Linked DNA regions of Mus musculus: regions 1, 2, 3 and 5 are each linked to region 4. The links are chromatin contacts, called in public promoter capture Hi-C maps. All regions are on one chromosome and are shown on one strand. The core of a region is the stretch at or near the end of the contact, and the rest is flanking DNA. Distances in the headings are between cores, read along the strand shown.

Region 1 (2,700 bases), core at 46-2,545, 2.6 Mb before region 4:
AAATAAATAAGTCAAGGTGAAGTTATTCCCAAGCTGTTCTACCAACCTTCTCCAAATAAACAATAGATCAACTAAACGACAGCAGGCCAAGCTCATATGTTCTTTCCAGTTTCAGAATTATGAGTAGAGCGCGCAGCTGAGTCGAAGAGTAAACGCGTCCTCGAATCTAGAAAGGGATTCACATTTCTCCTAAGTAGTTACCACTCAAGTACAAATCCGACCCGGGAGAGGTTCAACAATTGGGTCCCATTTGCCGCAAGCACTTGATTAGGGCCTAACTCCTCAGTAGCCCGCGACAGGCACCAGGTCAGCCATTAGAAACTGGCTCAAATAAGATTAAAAGCTGCGACAGACCGACCCAAAAAAAAAAAAAAAGAGAGAGAGAGAAAACGCCGCGGGACGTAAGAGGACGCCCCTTAACACGGAAAACTTGGGGTGTCGGTTGAACAGACAGGGTGGGAGTGCGGCCCCCGGGCGGGAGGGCCAAAGGGCCCCTCCCCGACCCGCCCGCCCGCTCGCAGCACAGAAAGGAAAACACTCTTCGACCTCCGGCCGCTGCCGCCCGCACCCGGAGGCTCTCGCGCTCCCCGCCCCGCGGCCGCCTCACCCAGCCAGCCCTGCCGCGCCCGCGCTCCCTCACCCCTCCGGCCGCACGCGAAGCCGCCCTGGACATCAGCGCGGCCCCCAGCGCACCCTCAGGCCCCGACGCAGCAGCCGCGACACCGGCCGCCGCGGGCTGTTAAGCCCGGCTCGGTGGGAGGCTCCCGACGCTGCCCTCACCCATCTCCGCCTCCCCAGTCGCCCCCGCCTCCGCCTCCTCCTCCCGAGGCTGCGCTGCTCCCAGCCACCCCCACTCTCCGCGGCCCTCGACAGGAAAGACGGCGGGGAGAAGCCTCACCGGGTTCTGGCTGCAGCTCCGCGGAACGAACCTCCCCTCCCCCGGCCCACCCCCCTTCGGCGACACGCACAACTCCGCTCGGTCCAGTCCCGGCTTTAGCGCTGGTGAGGAGGAGGCAGAGGAGGCGGTGGCACGGCGGGGCCCGGGGAGGCCCCGCCCTCCGCACGCTCATTGGCTGATGGCGTGGGCGGCACGGAATGCCTCGGGCAGGCTCCATTGGCCCAGTCGGCCTTCTTTCAGGACCCTCCTCGGTGAGGTAGTCACGGCGGCTGTCCGTCAGACCTGGGCCACGCCCTCGGGCCTGCCGGCCCCCCCCCCCCCCCCCCCCGCCGCCAGCCCCGGGCTGGGCCGGCCCTCCCTCTCTTCCGCCCTCCCTCCGTGCCCCCGCCCCGCCCCCACTCGCGGGGTCTGCCCGGGTCAGGAGCCCGAGTGGCGCTGCCCGCAGTTCGGCTCGCGCTTCGGCCCTGGGGGCGGGCGATATTCGTCGAGGCTTCCGGTGGGCCCGGGATCGGGACACTGGGTCTCGGCCTCCAGACGGTCGCCACGGCCCTTTGCGACTCTGCTCGAGGAGAGACGCGGCCTCGATGTCCCGGCGTCCTCCCTGTCCAGGCCCCCAAGACCCCGGCGACTGGCGAGCCCGGCAATGCCTGCGGCGGACCGAGGGGGCGAGCCCGGCCGCGGCCGCAAGGGGACTGGTGCGCTGGCGGCCGTGCAGGCGCTTCCACCTTGCCTGGCCCGTGGGAAGGGTGTCCCACCTCCGCCATGGCTGCGGCGGGAGGAGACGTCGGCCTCCATTTTGTGGGATCTGTTGGGAGAACTTGGGGCCCATCAGAACCGAACCCGTGGGGACGAGAAACTTGGCCCGGAACGAGTCCGATCGCGCTCTACCATAGGCCTTGTCCTCGGCCGCCAAGAGTTTGCGCGCCGAGATTGCGGCGGGGCCACAGGACAGTGGTGACCCCAGACTGCCGCCGGGCAAGATGGAGCCCCGGGCTCCCTTAGCGGGCTCGCGCCCCTGGGACCTGGGCTGTCTGGCCTTGGCCGTCGGTGCCTGGCCGAGCACGCGCTCTCCGGCCTGCCCGGCGCCTGTCCTCCACGTTTGCCGGGCCTCGGGCCATCGCGTGCCCTTCGCTTCATCCTGGCTCCGTGGGCAGTGACCCTCTAATGGGAGTCCCACCGGACGCATTCGGAGCGGAGCCGCTGGAGGGCGGCACGAGGGTCTTTTGTTCCTCGTCTATACCCATGTCTTTGGCAGAAGACTTGGTGCCGGATTTCCAGGACTCCCTGTAACCTAAGAAATGCACCTCGCCCTGGTGTTTGTTAGCGGGATTACAACTGATGCTTTTAGGTTGGATTGAGGTTCTTGTTACATAATATGTGAAAATATATGACTCTTAACTGGACTTGGTGGCGCATGCTTTTAGTTCCAACACTTGCAGGCAGAGGCAGTTGGATATCTGTGAGTTCGAGGCCAGGTTGGTCTACAAAGTGGATTCCTGGACAGTCAGGGCTACACAGAAAAACCCTGAGTTGAAAAACCAAAAGAGCAAAAATATATATGAGTCTCTCTTTTAAGACAATGTCTAGCATAGTCTGGCCTGGAACTCTGTGATCTTTCTTCTGCCTTTGCCTCTCTCTTCCTCTGCCTCTGGAGCATTGGGATTGTAAGCATGTCACCACTGCTTTCTTGGTTTAGGCTTAGATATGATTTGAAAACAAAATCCCACACCTCATAGCACAGGAATGGAGTGCCAGTATTAAAGGCACAGAAGTAGCAGAATCAGTTCAAAGCTGACCCAGGA
Region 2 (2,700 bases), core at 80-2,579, 2.9 Mb before region 4:
AAAGCTGCTTCTATCAGAGCAATAAGACAAGAAACTAGTAGTACAGTAAAAATGTCTCCTTTTCTGCTTTGCTTTTTAAGAACTCACTAAAGATCTTTGACTTCTGATCCTCCTGTCTGTACCTCCAGTCTGTAGGGACTACACACATATACCACCAACCCTGTTTTTAATACAGTATTAGGGACTGAACCCAGGGCTTCACACAGCACTTTAACCTGCTGAAGCATATCCTCAGTCCAGTAAAGACGTTTCTAGGGAGGGGGAGGTGGCTCAGTCCCTAGAGTGCTTGCCTGGTAAGCATAAAGACCGGAGTGTAACACACCCCCCCACCATTTTAAAAAGGAAAAAGCTGGAAGCTGGCTAGGTGGCTCAGTGGGTAAAGTATTTGCCCTACAAGCCTGATGACATGAGTCCTATACCCAGTCATGTCAAAGAAGAAGAGAAATCATAAGCACACATATGTGTATGCATGCAAACAAATATAGTATATTATATATACTATATATAAAGCCATATAATATACATATAAAGCCACACATAATGGTATGTGCTTGTAACCCCAGTGCTGGGAGGAAGAGACTGGTAGATCCTTAGTGCTCACTGGCTACCTAGCCTAGTACACATAATAAGTTCCAGATCATTTGGCACCTGAGGACAGCACCCAATAAATCATGTCACCAAAATTCACCTTTTACATTCAATTCTCTAGTCTAGACCTTATAGTCTCGTTTCATTCATCATATTCTGAAATTATTAATGGAATTATTTCTAAATCAGTCCCTACTCAGTACATTTCTGATTCTAGCGCCCAGGGCCCACACATGTGAAGCAAATAACCAGCTGAGCTGTCTAGCCCTAGACCCATCGTTTGAGCGTCTCCAATTAGTGATGGATGCTATTGTGCGCTTCAAACTCAGAAGTTCTCATTTTCTTCCACTGTTGCTGCTGAAAATCGAACCCAGGGGCCCACAAATGTTAGCCAAGCTTTCTACCAATGACCTAGCTCTTCAGTCCTAAATTCTCTCTGATGCCCCTTTGGGAAATTTGTTTCTTACCTGCCCTGGGATTCCAGCACCCTATTTAACCCCAATCCGTAATCATTTCTCTGTCAAAAGTCCCCATCCATCAAGTCTCCCAGATTCGAATTTTGGGTTTACTCCTACTGGCAATTTACACTCTGAAAAAGAAAGTGAAAGTCCTGAACGCTAGGCTGATCTGGAAAGCTGAGGCCACGCCTTCTCCCCAGCTGGACAGTCGCAGGACATCCCTCTAAGGGGCGTAGGTCCGGTGTTCAGGAGCCGCAGCCACGGTCCCGCCCCGCCGCGCCCCACCTAACCCGGCTGCGCCTGGAGCGGAAGCACCAAGGCTGGAACGCTGGCTGCGGAGCACGGAGGAGGGGACCATCCGACACCAGGAAGGGCCAGGCGGGATCTCCGAGCAGGTGCGTGGGTACCCCAGGAGGCTGTCTGACAGCCCGAGGGTCCCCGGTAGTCTCTGGTGGTCTTGACCTTCTGAGGCCTGGCTCAGGGTCAGCGGCCCTAGGAGGGGAGTGCCAGGGGAGGGGAGGTCAATGTTGACTGCGCCATCAGACCCACTGCTGTTTTGGGAAAATAACTGCAACAGAACGCAACATTTCTTTACTTTCTGAAAGTTGAGGAAACTTTTGGTAGAAGAAAATAACTCATTGAGGTCTGGAGTTGAAATTTAGCCGAATCTGACTAAGCTCCGGGTCCTATTAAGACAAAAAATAAGTAAAAAAGATGGGGTGAGTTAATTTGCAGTTTTAGCCAAGACTGGGAATAGAGAAATTCTTAGTCTGTCTAGGCCTTACCTATGGCAGTTACAATTTATGTTAATGAAAAAGGGGAAGGCCAGGAAATCCGCCCCACGTAGATTTGTCCTTAGGTTGGATTTATGCCTCTGTCCTACTAAAGGTACTTCCGGTGCTATGGCTATTCTTGGTTGTTAAATTGACGCACCTGGAAAAAAATGAACCTCAATTGAGAAATCGCCTCCGTCAAATTGACCTCTGGGGTGTGTCTGCAGAGCATTTTCTTGATTGCTAACTGAAGGAAGAGAGCTTAGCCCACTGTAGGCACCGCTTCTGGGCAGGTGGTCCTGGATTGTATGAGGTGAGCAGAAACAGAAAGCAAGCCAGTAAACTGCGTTCTTCCTTGACCACTAATTAATCTACTCACTTTACATGCCAATCACAGCCTTTAATCCAGTCAGTTCCTTAAATTGTGCTACTGTTATGAATAGTAAGTAAAAATATCTGTGTTTCCTATAGTCTTAAACCCACTGTCAAAGGGGTCAAGATTGAGAACCACCGGCTTCCACGTTCCTGTCAGGGGTTCATGCCCTGACTTTCATGTTTGACTGTAAGCAGTGAGATGAGGTAAGGAAGAGTAACAACAGGATCAAAGCTGGGATCTGTCTCAGGGCAGCCAATAGGAAGACGGCTTGTGATGGGCTCCCCTACGACACGCTGAAAGGAAGAAACGTGGGTGTTCACTCCCTAGCGAGGCAGCCTTCTCTCTCCACTGTGCAGTTTTTTGTTTTGTTTTGTTTTTTCGAGACAGGGCTTCTCTGTATAGTCCTGGCTGCTCAAGAACTTTTTCTATAGACCAGGCTGGCCTCAAGCTCAGAGATCAGCTTGCCTCTGCCTCCTGAGTGCTGGAACCAAAGGCGTGCACCACC
Region 3 (2,700 bases), core at 162-2,661, 2.3 Mb before region 4:
CCAGCAGGTGAAATCGTCAATATTCAACTGTGGTGTAGGAGGTGATTTCCAGGCTGGCCTTAGGACTAGGTCACACGCAGGTCCCTACCTGGCATGGGACACCTGGAGATTGCCTTGAACCGGTGAATCATTCGCTCCTGAGTAGAAGGGAGCTTCTCCATGTTTATAGTATATACTGCATATGACCCTTATTTGCCTTAAAGGATACTTCGGGGAGCTGGTGGACTGCCTCTAGATGCTGACCCCACCGCACCCTCCACCCTTCTCATAATTCACTGGCTTTGCCCATAGTTCCCAAAGGACTCCGGGGTAAGTGTAGCCATGACTGAGCCAGGCTTCTCAGGACAATCCCGTGGACCTGAGCAATGGGTCCCATTTAGGCCTACGCTCCCTTCCCTTCCATTGAGGCAGCACCAAGGGGCTGATGCAATTGTCCTAAGGGACAAGTTTCTCAGCAGCACGCCATCTGTGAACCTGTGCCTTCCCTTCCAGCTGTAACGTCCCGCCTGGACGCAAATCCTTAAAAAGCATTTAAGGAAAGAAAAAAAAAAAAAGCAATCAAAATCTCCACCCGAGTGCAGGTTGGGGTTCCCCAGCTCGCGGGAGCGGCTACGGCCGCGCGTTTTGGGCGGTCGCCCACGTCACCCCAGTGCTTTAGGTGGTAAAGGTCAGTGTCTTCCCACGGAGGCTTCCTGCTTAACAAATGAAACTGAGTTTTCCTGCTCAGCTTTCGGTTAGCTAAAAACTTTTCAATGGCGGCAGACAACGCAGCCAGGAGGCCTCGGGAAAATTCTAGCGAAGGAATACTGGCGACACGTCGCAGTCGTGCGCGGAACAGCCTGGCCCCCGCGTCCCTCCCCACCCCGCGCTGTGCGGGACCTCCCGGCTCAGGCTGTGCGCGGCGGTGAGAGCAGCCGGCTCCAACCCCGAGCCGGGCCAGACGCCTGCAGCCGAAGAAACGCGTTCACAGCTCGGGTCCCTATGCACGGGTGGCGGTGGCCCGTAGGGACCGCGCAGCGCGTTCCGGCCTCGGTTTCCCAGGACCGTGGCGGCCCGCACCCCTCCTCGCACCTCACGCGTCCCTACTGGCTGAGTCTCGCGCCCCAGCCACCGTGGGGCGTTGCGGTCGGGGGCGGGTTACACCAGTGTGACTCGGTGGCGCGGATTGGCGGTCGCACCTGTGTCCGGAGGAGCGTGCAGCGTTGGGTGGCGGGAAGCGGCGAGGCGCTGTCCCCGGTAAGGAGCAGGTCTGAAGCGGGTCCCGGGGCCGCTCCTGGGTTGGTCCGAAATGGGTCGCCGGCTGATCCTGTGCTGGTCGCCGCGGGTCCCGGTGGAGGCTGCGCTCAGTGGACTGGAGCGCCGCCGACTGGCTGCGAGTTGGGAGAGCGGAGCGCGCCGCGCGCTGCGATCCTGGACACCTGTTGGCCGCGGCGCCTTTTAACCAAAGCCCTCACCCCGCCTCTCTCACCCTGGAGCGATTGAGAAAGTTGCGGAGGAGGCGGCTCCCAGTAGCCCGCCACCCCCAGCGCCACGGGCGGGGCTCTCCGGGCACCCAGAGCCGTCAGGGCCCGCCGAGTCGCGAGCTCTCCTGGAGCCTAGGTCACTCCCCACCCCACTCCGCCCCACCCCACCCCCAGCTCTCTTTGAGCTCAAGGCTCTTCCAGTGTCCTGTCCCGAGCGCAGCCTGAACAGAGCTGGTAGACCTGTGTCTTCACCCAGGACGCAGGTCGCAAAGCTCCAAGTCCCAGCTACTCGCTTTTGGGGGATTGGGTGATGTTGAAAGAGAGTTGATGTTGCTCTTACTACTCTCACTAGTGGAAAGTGTGCTGTTATATTCGAAGCTTCGCTGTAGTAATATTATATATACTTGTGTGTGTGTGTGTGTGTGTGTGTGTGTGTGTGTGTGCGTGTTAGATAAACGGACGGTACAGTTTTGTGTTGGCCTGCAGCTTCCAGTAGCGCACAGGAGACTCCTCTCCCGTAGTGCAGTGAGCTGAGGCATCTAGAATTCGGGTTCAAGGCAGACTAACAGAGGGCGCCGCCAGGGCTGGCCAAATTCTGGCTTCTATTTCTTTGAATTCCCGATTTAATTCGATCACTTTGAACAGGGTGCCAGTGGCTAGGACAGAAGAAGATGTAGAGGTGCGTCTCCAGGGCTGGCCTGGAAGTGGACTTGTCACAGTCTCTGGAGGGTTCTCTGCCTGTGCCCCCGCTCTCTGTGTCCTCTTTTCCACAACTGAAAGCATTGCAAGGAAGGGGCACCCAGATTCTGCCGGTGCAGGGGATGCGGAAGGGGGGGGGGAGCAGAAGAGGTTAGGCAAGCCCATCCCTCTTGGAGTCCAGGATGCTGGGAAGACCTGGGCAGCCTGCATCTACCTCTCTCCGCCAAGCTGTTCGTGGGTTTTGAGGGCTCGGTGTTCCACATTGCTTGGCTGTCTGGATAGTTTTGAGAGGAGTTACGGTGGACATTCACAAGAGCTAGCTACGCTTTGGGATACCTAGGCCAGCTAGCTTCACCTTACTACTTGCAACCCGAGTCCTACAGCTGCCAGGTTTGGAATGAAAACGGCACATCCCCACAAAGTTCCTTCAGATTAGCTTTACACGCAGTGAAGAGACTGATTCATTCTGACAAGGCCCGTCTGGTCGAAGGATTGGCTTTCAATGAAAGGACCATGGCTGAAGGTACATGCTTTCCCT
Region 4 (2,700 bases), core at 55-2,554:
CTTTCCACTGTAAAATTAATACTACAGATATCCAAGTGCCACAAAGAGACATTGCCAAGCTGCCTTCCACCTTAGATTCTAGTAACTTCCACCTCAGTACACTCACTCAGCCTGACACCTCAGGAAAGGGCAGGTGGGGACAGGAGGACCAGTAGCTCAAAGCCATCCTGGTCTACTAGGCTGGACTTCCACATAGCAAACAGCAACTAAAGAAAAAGCTCTCACCAGTGTAGCTTGGAAGCTAATTTACAAAAGAAAAAAAATTGCCAAAAAAAGTTAAGGAAATTTAAAGCTTATCTTCCAAAGACAACACTAATATTTCACTGTTAGTGTACTTTTTATTTGTTTGTATGTTTTGTATTTTGAGACAACGTTTCTCTGGGTAACCCTGGCTTTCCGGGAACTCAATCCGGAGAGAACTCAAGAGATCCGCTAGTCTCTGCCTCCCCAGCCACCATCTCCCAGCTTGCCAGGAGAATTTTATTTAAATTTGGTTCTTTGCCAGTCTCAAACTTTCATCTGGCCAAACATACAGGCAACTTCATTTAGATCTAAGTTTCCTTTTTACTTGGAGGAAAAAGAAACTAAAAAAACTAAGATACCACTATCTCGTTGGTTCTTTGATAGGCATGACATAATCGGAGCGTAAGTCAGGGTCAGGCACATTTTTAACGTGTTCGTATGTTAAACAACACAACAATGGCAAAACGCCTTCTGGTGAAGAATAGAAACCTATCCTATCGTATGTGGTAGGGTATTTGGAAGAGCTAATGGTCTGTTTACCAAATCTAAGACTAAACATAAATTAATCCTCCACTTTGGTTTTCTTCACTAACATGCAAAGAACCATGTTACTACATGCCAATCATATGATCTGTCAATCATATCCCTTTCTGCAGTGACTTTATTGATCTTGGACTGTTGAGTAGTGAGTCAGTCCGTCGCTCCGAAGATACCAATCAAGTTCAACTGATAAATAATTTCATTTGTTCATGGCCAGTGTAACCTTACCTGTGGAATGGACCAGTGTCCTGAAGATCTTGTCTGTGCTCCGCTGTCTACAGCCCATGATAGCCAAATTACTCAGAAATCACCAGCCACGAAAGTGAGCGCCGCAAGACGGTGGGGGAAACGCGACTGAGAGCCCCGGCCACCCCCGCTACTGAGACAGCGGGTTGAGGCGGCCTGGCACCCCGCGCGCCTTGCACTGTCCGCACCAGAGTCTGCAGTCCCGAGGCGGCTTCACCTCAGCGGGGGAGACATCAGCCCCAAGGGAGCTCCACACAGTTTCCGCGGCCCCGCGGCGCCGGCCGGAGCGCGCGGCCTCCTGATTGGTCGGCGACTCTCTCGGTTTGTCTCGCGCGGACTGCTACGGCCAATCGGGTTCTCGGCAGCCAAGTGAGGCACTTCGCTGGAGTGGTGGCGCAGCGCTCTCTGCCCGCGGTAGGTGTGTGGCTGCGGCGAGCCTTTTCCGGCTCTGGGAGTGTGTGTGTGGAAGGAGAGTCCTCGGGGTGACAGGAGTGTTGGGAGTGAAGGGGCGACTTAACTAGCAGGGGATTCTTCTCGCCCGCCCGGAGTCTCCTCCCTGTGTTTGGGAGGCAGGCGTGGTGGTGGTGGCGGTGGCGGTGGCCCCGGCTTGGCTTTGCTGGTCATTAGAGTCTGGCGCAGGCTTTGCTTTCCTGTCTTAACCCTGATCCCTTGGTTTCCGAGAGTTGCTCAGCAGTGTTTGTGGCGCGAAGATTCCCACCGCCGACCCCTGTCATGATTAAAGGAGGCTGGCTGTAGGATTCAACACGGGAAAGCCAGTCGTGGAAGGGAGAGGGGGCTGTCTCGACCACTGGCCTCCGGGTCGATAGAGAACTTTTCTTTTTTGTCAATTGCCAGGGGCCAACTGCGGAGCCTTTGCCCTTCTCGAGAGTTCATCCTTTGACATACATGGACAGCAGGTTGTGTGAGAGTAGTTTTATTCATAAGCATGCCGCCAGCATTCATTCAATGACGTTAGAAAAAAAGAGAGAAATAAAATAAAATAAAAAGGAGAAACGGGAAGTAAACTAGTGTTTGTCATGCTCCAAATTCACTTCATGCTAGGTATACATGTAGCTCAGGCAGACCGGATCTTTCTGCCACAGGAGCGCCACACCCTTACCCCAGTTTCAAAGGTGCTGATTTTTTTTTTTTTTTGTAAATTTCTCTTTACATATTTTTAACATTATAAACTTGATTTTAAAAAAAAGTTTGCAAAAAAAAAAAAGAAAGAAAAACACATCAAAATTAACCAAACCCCAAAACAATACAACTCAAATGAATACATCTATGCAATTAAAGTTGACTTTTGGAAACGAAATTGTGAAGCTTCACATTAAATTTAACACATGTCGAATATGTTTTCTGCACCTAGTCAAAACCAACCAAACAAGAAAGCCATGACAGCTTTGTACATTTCTGGGTCTGCGATGCTATGCGGGCTGGCTTTATGGAACAGGGTATTATTTAAGGAGGGTGTTGGAGTTTGGGAAGAGCAAGACACTGTACTTTCCTCTTTCCAGTTTTCTCTTGGGGAAAAAAAAGTAGAAAAGGAAGTAGAAAGCATTCTTTTTTTTTTTATTATTTGAAAGAAGCTGCCAGATCTGAAAATCTAGCCTGTTAGAGACAAATATTTTGTGATTCACTTATAACAGTTTTGATAAACTTAACACC
Region 5 (2,820 bases), core at 302-2,801, 2.0 Mb before region 4:
CCCATGGGGCCCTGAAAGATAGAGACGGTCAGTGATAGGACAGAAATAAAGTTGATAGAGATGAGATAAGATGGTAGAAGATAGGTAGTAGATATAATATAGATAGATAGATGATTGACTGACAGCTGGATAAGCAAATGAGAAAGAAGGACGGGGAAGGATGAGGGAGTAAGCAGAAGACAGAATTTCCACATTAGAAAACAATAGCTCAGGTCATCTTGTGCTCCTTAAGATGTCCCGGCCCCCTTCTAGTTCCCTGTCCATGAGCTCAGAAATAACTGACTGTTGAGTCTCTCCTTGGGAGTCTATGAACCACCCACAGCCAGACGAATGCAAAATCCAGTCAAAATCCCACATGACACCTGTCAGGTGCAGGCAGAGATCTACTTCCCAACGGAGACCTGCAAAAACCTAGCCCGTGACACCAGTGGCTCTCACAGAAGGCGAGGCAGCACAGTTCACCACAGGAGCAAAGTGCACACTTTTGATATTTCTTGACCATTCAACCACAGGCAACCACGGGAAAGGACAAAGGTACAGCTAATTCTGCAGTTCTGTAAGAGAGAAAATAGCAACAGCATTCTGACACCTCCCTCCAAAGAACTCTCAAGGAAAAAGCCTGAACTTGGGACTGGTCTGCAGGCAGAACAACAAGTAGCCAAAACTATAAGCAGGGACATGAAGCCACTCCTTTAATAGCTACCAACCAATACTAGTTATTATGTGTTGCTACACGTTGATAGACTTTCAGACAGCTAGGCAATGAAAGATATTCTAAGCGTTCTTATTTTTTAAAAAAAGAAGCAATAAGGAGAAAGGGGAATCATGAGAACAGAAATTGGTGTGTCAGATGAACTTGGGCTGTTAAAGTGACTCAGCCTCCTGCCTTGGGACACATACACACAGGAAAGCAGGGTGCCTTGACTGACAAGGTTTCTGCCTCGAGAGATTTAGCCTAGCCCAGTGGTGCATGCGAACCAGCCTCCTTGCCAACCCAGGCCAATAGTTATCCGTTAGTTACTATCATCTTGGTAAAACTCTTGTCTGCGTTCTTAATAAGAATAAGCTGCTTTCACGCTGGGGTATTTGGCAGGAGGATCAAGAGTTCAAGGATAGCCTCAGCTAACCTAGAAATTTTGAGGCCAGGATGAGCTACACAAGACCTCCGTCTCAAAAGCATAAGAACACAGTTTTCGCAGGTTCATTGCTAGTATTCAATGATGCCAGGCACCTCTGGCCTGCGCTGACAAAAGTGACCCCGCACCGATTTAAGGCTCTCCTTACTGCTTGGCTAAGCCACGGCCACCACCTAGTCTACTGCCAGACTAGCTTCGGAGCCCAAGTGCGAAGCGCCTGGAGGAGCGAGGTACAGCCTGATGCCCACCCGAGGCACCCACGGCCGCCCGCGGGAGGTCCCGCGTTCGGGACGCTGCCAGGGCGCCAGCCATTGCAGCACGGCGCCACTGAGACCTTTACCTGCCTACGATCACCACCCCGCCCGCTGCTGGGGACGCCATGGCAGATCCGGGCCTGGCTGTACAGCTGCGTTAGCGGAGGGAGCGAGCAAAGCAGAGCGGGTCGCGCGCCAGAATAAGGCTGGGCGCCTGGGTGGGCGTGCCCAAACCTCATGAGGACTATCCCATTGGCTGACAAGCTCCGGGGAGGGGCCAAGGCGCAGGAGAGGCGGAGCCCTCGGGGAGAGACTTCAGGAAGGCCACTGGGCTCTAGCACCGGGGAGCGTGGGACGGTGGATGCAAACAGGGAAGACCAGACACTTCTGAGCTGAGCAATTTTTATTTTTAAGTTTCTAACAGGAAACCATTAAACCATGAGCGGATACTGCCAGGTTGGCGCAAAGGTTCACCCCAGAGACACTTTCAAGAAAATGTTGCTTTAAAGACGTTAGCACCAGTTTGTCACTTTAAGGACTTTTGTTCCACTGTTTACATTCTACTCTACACTGGAAATCCAGGTCTGGTGAGATACCTGCAGCCTGGCTTCACTGATGTGAACGGAGGCCCGGATACTTAAGGGACAAGCTACAAATGGAAACTCCGGATATGTTACTCTGAGAAACGGAAGGACGAATTTGAATTCCTTGTAGCGTACCACAGCTTCTGTGTGCCTTACTTCCTCCTTCCAGAGGCGTGCAGTGCCAAATGTGTTAGGAAAAGAAAAAGAAAAACCAAGCAGGGCGTGATGGAATGCACCTGCTCTCGCAAAACCTGGGAGGCTGAACCGGGAGTTCCAGCCAGGCTACATTCAGAGACAGCAAGACCCTGTTGCAAAAAAAAAAAAAAAAAAAAAAAAGGCTAGTGCCCTGATTACACTTGGGTCTGAGACCAGAGAACGAGAGGCATTACACTGCATGACACAAGTTTTGTGCCCACAATCGGAAGTGGAAACACTTTGAGGCCAGCAGTTTGGGAAAAGCTGAAATCAGAACACACTCACACTGACAGATTCAGGAGAGTAGACACTTGCCTTATTCCCACCACCTTGTCAGGGATTCGGAAAGAGAAACCTCTGAGGCAGTCAGGTTTTTAAACAGTTCCACAAATTATCAATAAACATTTGAAGATGCCGAGCCCCGTTTAAATGAGATGAAAAGTGGCACGAGGAAAACACCTTTTACCCATCAGATCGGCCAAATTACACTGATGGCCAGTCCCTCTCTGCAAGGGAGAGTGTACTGACTGGTTTTGTGTCATCTTGACACAAGCTGGAGTCATCAGAGAGGAAGGCTGCTCAGTTGAGGAGATGCCTCCATGAGATCCAGCTTAAGGCATTTTCTCAACTAGTGATCAAGAGGGGAGGGCC

Evidence for each region. Promoter capture Hi-C pulls out the DNA fragments that hold promoters and counts their contacts.
Region 1: a contact with region 4 is called in a promoter capture Hi-C map of pre-B cells, with 8 times the contacts expected there. The contact joins the promoter of 2410022M11Rik here to the promoter of Setdb2 in region 4. A contact is called at or near these places in 7 of 39 promoter capture datasets (the 3T3-L1 cell line, 3T3-L1-derived adipocytes, cranial neural crest and 3 more).
Region 2: a contact with region 4 is called in a promoter capture Hi-C map of pre-B cells, with 8 times the contacts expected there. The contact joins the promoter of Parp4 here to the promoter of Setdb2 in region 4. A contact is called at or near these places in 8 of 39 promoter capture datasets (the 3T3-L1 cell line, 3T3-L1-derived adipocytes, the C10 cell line and 4 more), 1 of 115 datasets of contacts at active chromatin or transcription factors (astrocytes) and 2 of 9 other capture datasets (adipose tissue and liver).
Region 3: a promoter capture Hi-C map of liver shows a contact between it and region 4, with 6 times the contacts expected there. The contact joins the promoter of Gjb2 here to the promoter of Setdb2 in region 4. A contact is called at or near these places in 2 of 39 promoter capture datasets (both in liver).
Region 5: a promoter capture Hi-C map of pre-B cells shows a contact between it and region 4, with 4 times the contacts expected there. The contact joins the promoter of Cryl1 here to the promoter of Setdb2 in region 4. A contact is called at or near these places in 3 of 39 promoter capture datasets (hippocampal neurons, liver and pre-B cells) and 1 of 115 datasets of contacts at active chromatin or transcription factors (astrocytes).

Annotation. Positions count from the first base shown.
Region 1 is chr14:56,810,694-56,813,393 of GRCm38.p6, forward strand. 2410022M11Rik (RIKEN cDNA 2410022M11 gene) reads left to right here and starts at 1,296. Exons shown (of 1, transcript NR_152252.1): 1 at 1,296-2,700. Zmym5 (zinc finger, MYM-type 5) reads right to left here and starts at 771. Exons shown (of 8, transcript NM_001253753.1): 1 at 641-771; 2 at 47-166.
Region 2 is chr14:56,574,290-56,576,989 of GRCm38.p6, forward strand. Parp4 (poly (ADP-ribose) polymerase family, member 4) reads left to right here and starts at 1,330. Exons shown (of 35, transcript NM_001145978.2): 1 at 1,330-1,441. It also overlaps a transcript of Cenpj not described here.
Region 3 is chr14:57,103,291-57,105,990 of GRCm38.p6, forward strand. It overlaps Gjb2 (gap junction protein, beta 2), which reads right to left and starts at 1,412. Exons shown (of 2, transcript NM_008125.3): 1 at 1,179-1,412. Gm32912 (a long non-coding RNA gene) reads left to right here and starts at 1,375. Exons shown (of 5, transcript XR_383459.4): 1 at 1,375-2,700.
Region 4 is chr14:59,439,576-59,442,275 of GRCm38.p6, forward strand. Setdb2 (SET domain, bifurcated 2) reads right to left here and starts at 1,305. Exons shown (of 14, transcript NM_001320720.1): 1 at 1,012-1,305. Gm45935 (predicted gene, 45935) reads right to left here and starts at 1,305. Exons shown (of 24, transcript NM_001320725.1): 1 at 1,012-1,305. Cab39l (calcium binding protein 39-like) reads left to right here and starts at 1,388. Exons shown (of 11, transcript NM_026908.4): 1 at 1,388-1,443.
Region 5 is chr14:57,396,932-57,399,751 of GRCm38.p6, forward strand. It overlaps Cryl1 (crystallin, lambda 1), which reads right to left and starts at 1,552. Exons shown (of 8, transcript NM_030004.3): 1 at 1,477-1,552. The coding sequence starts at 1,517.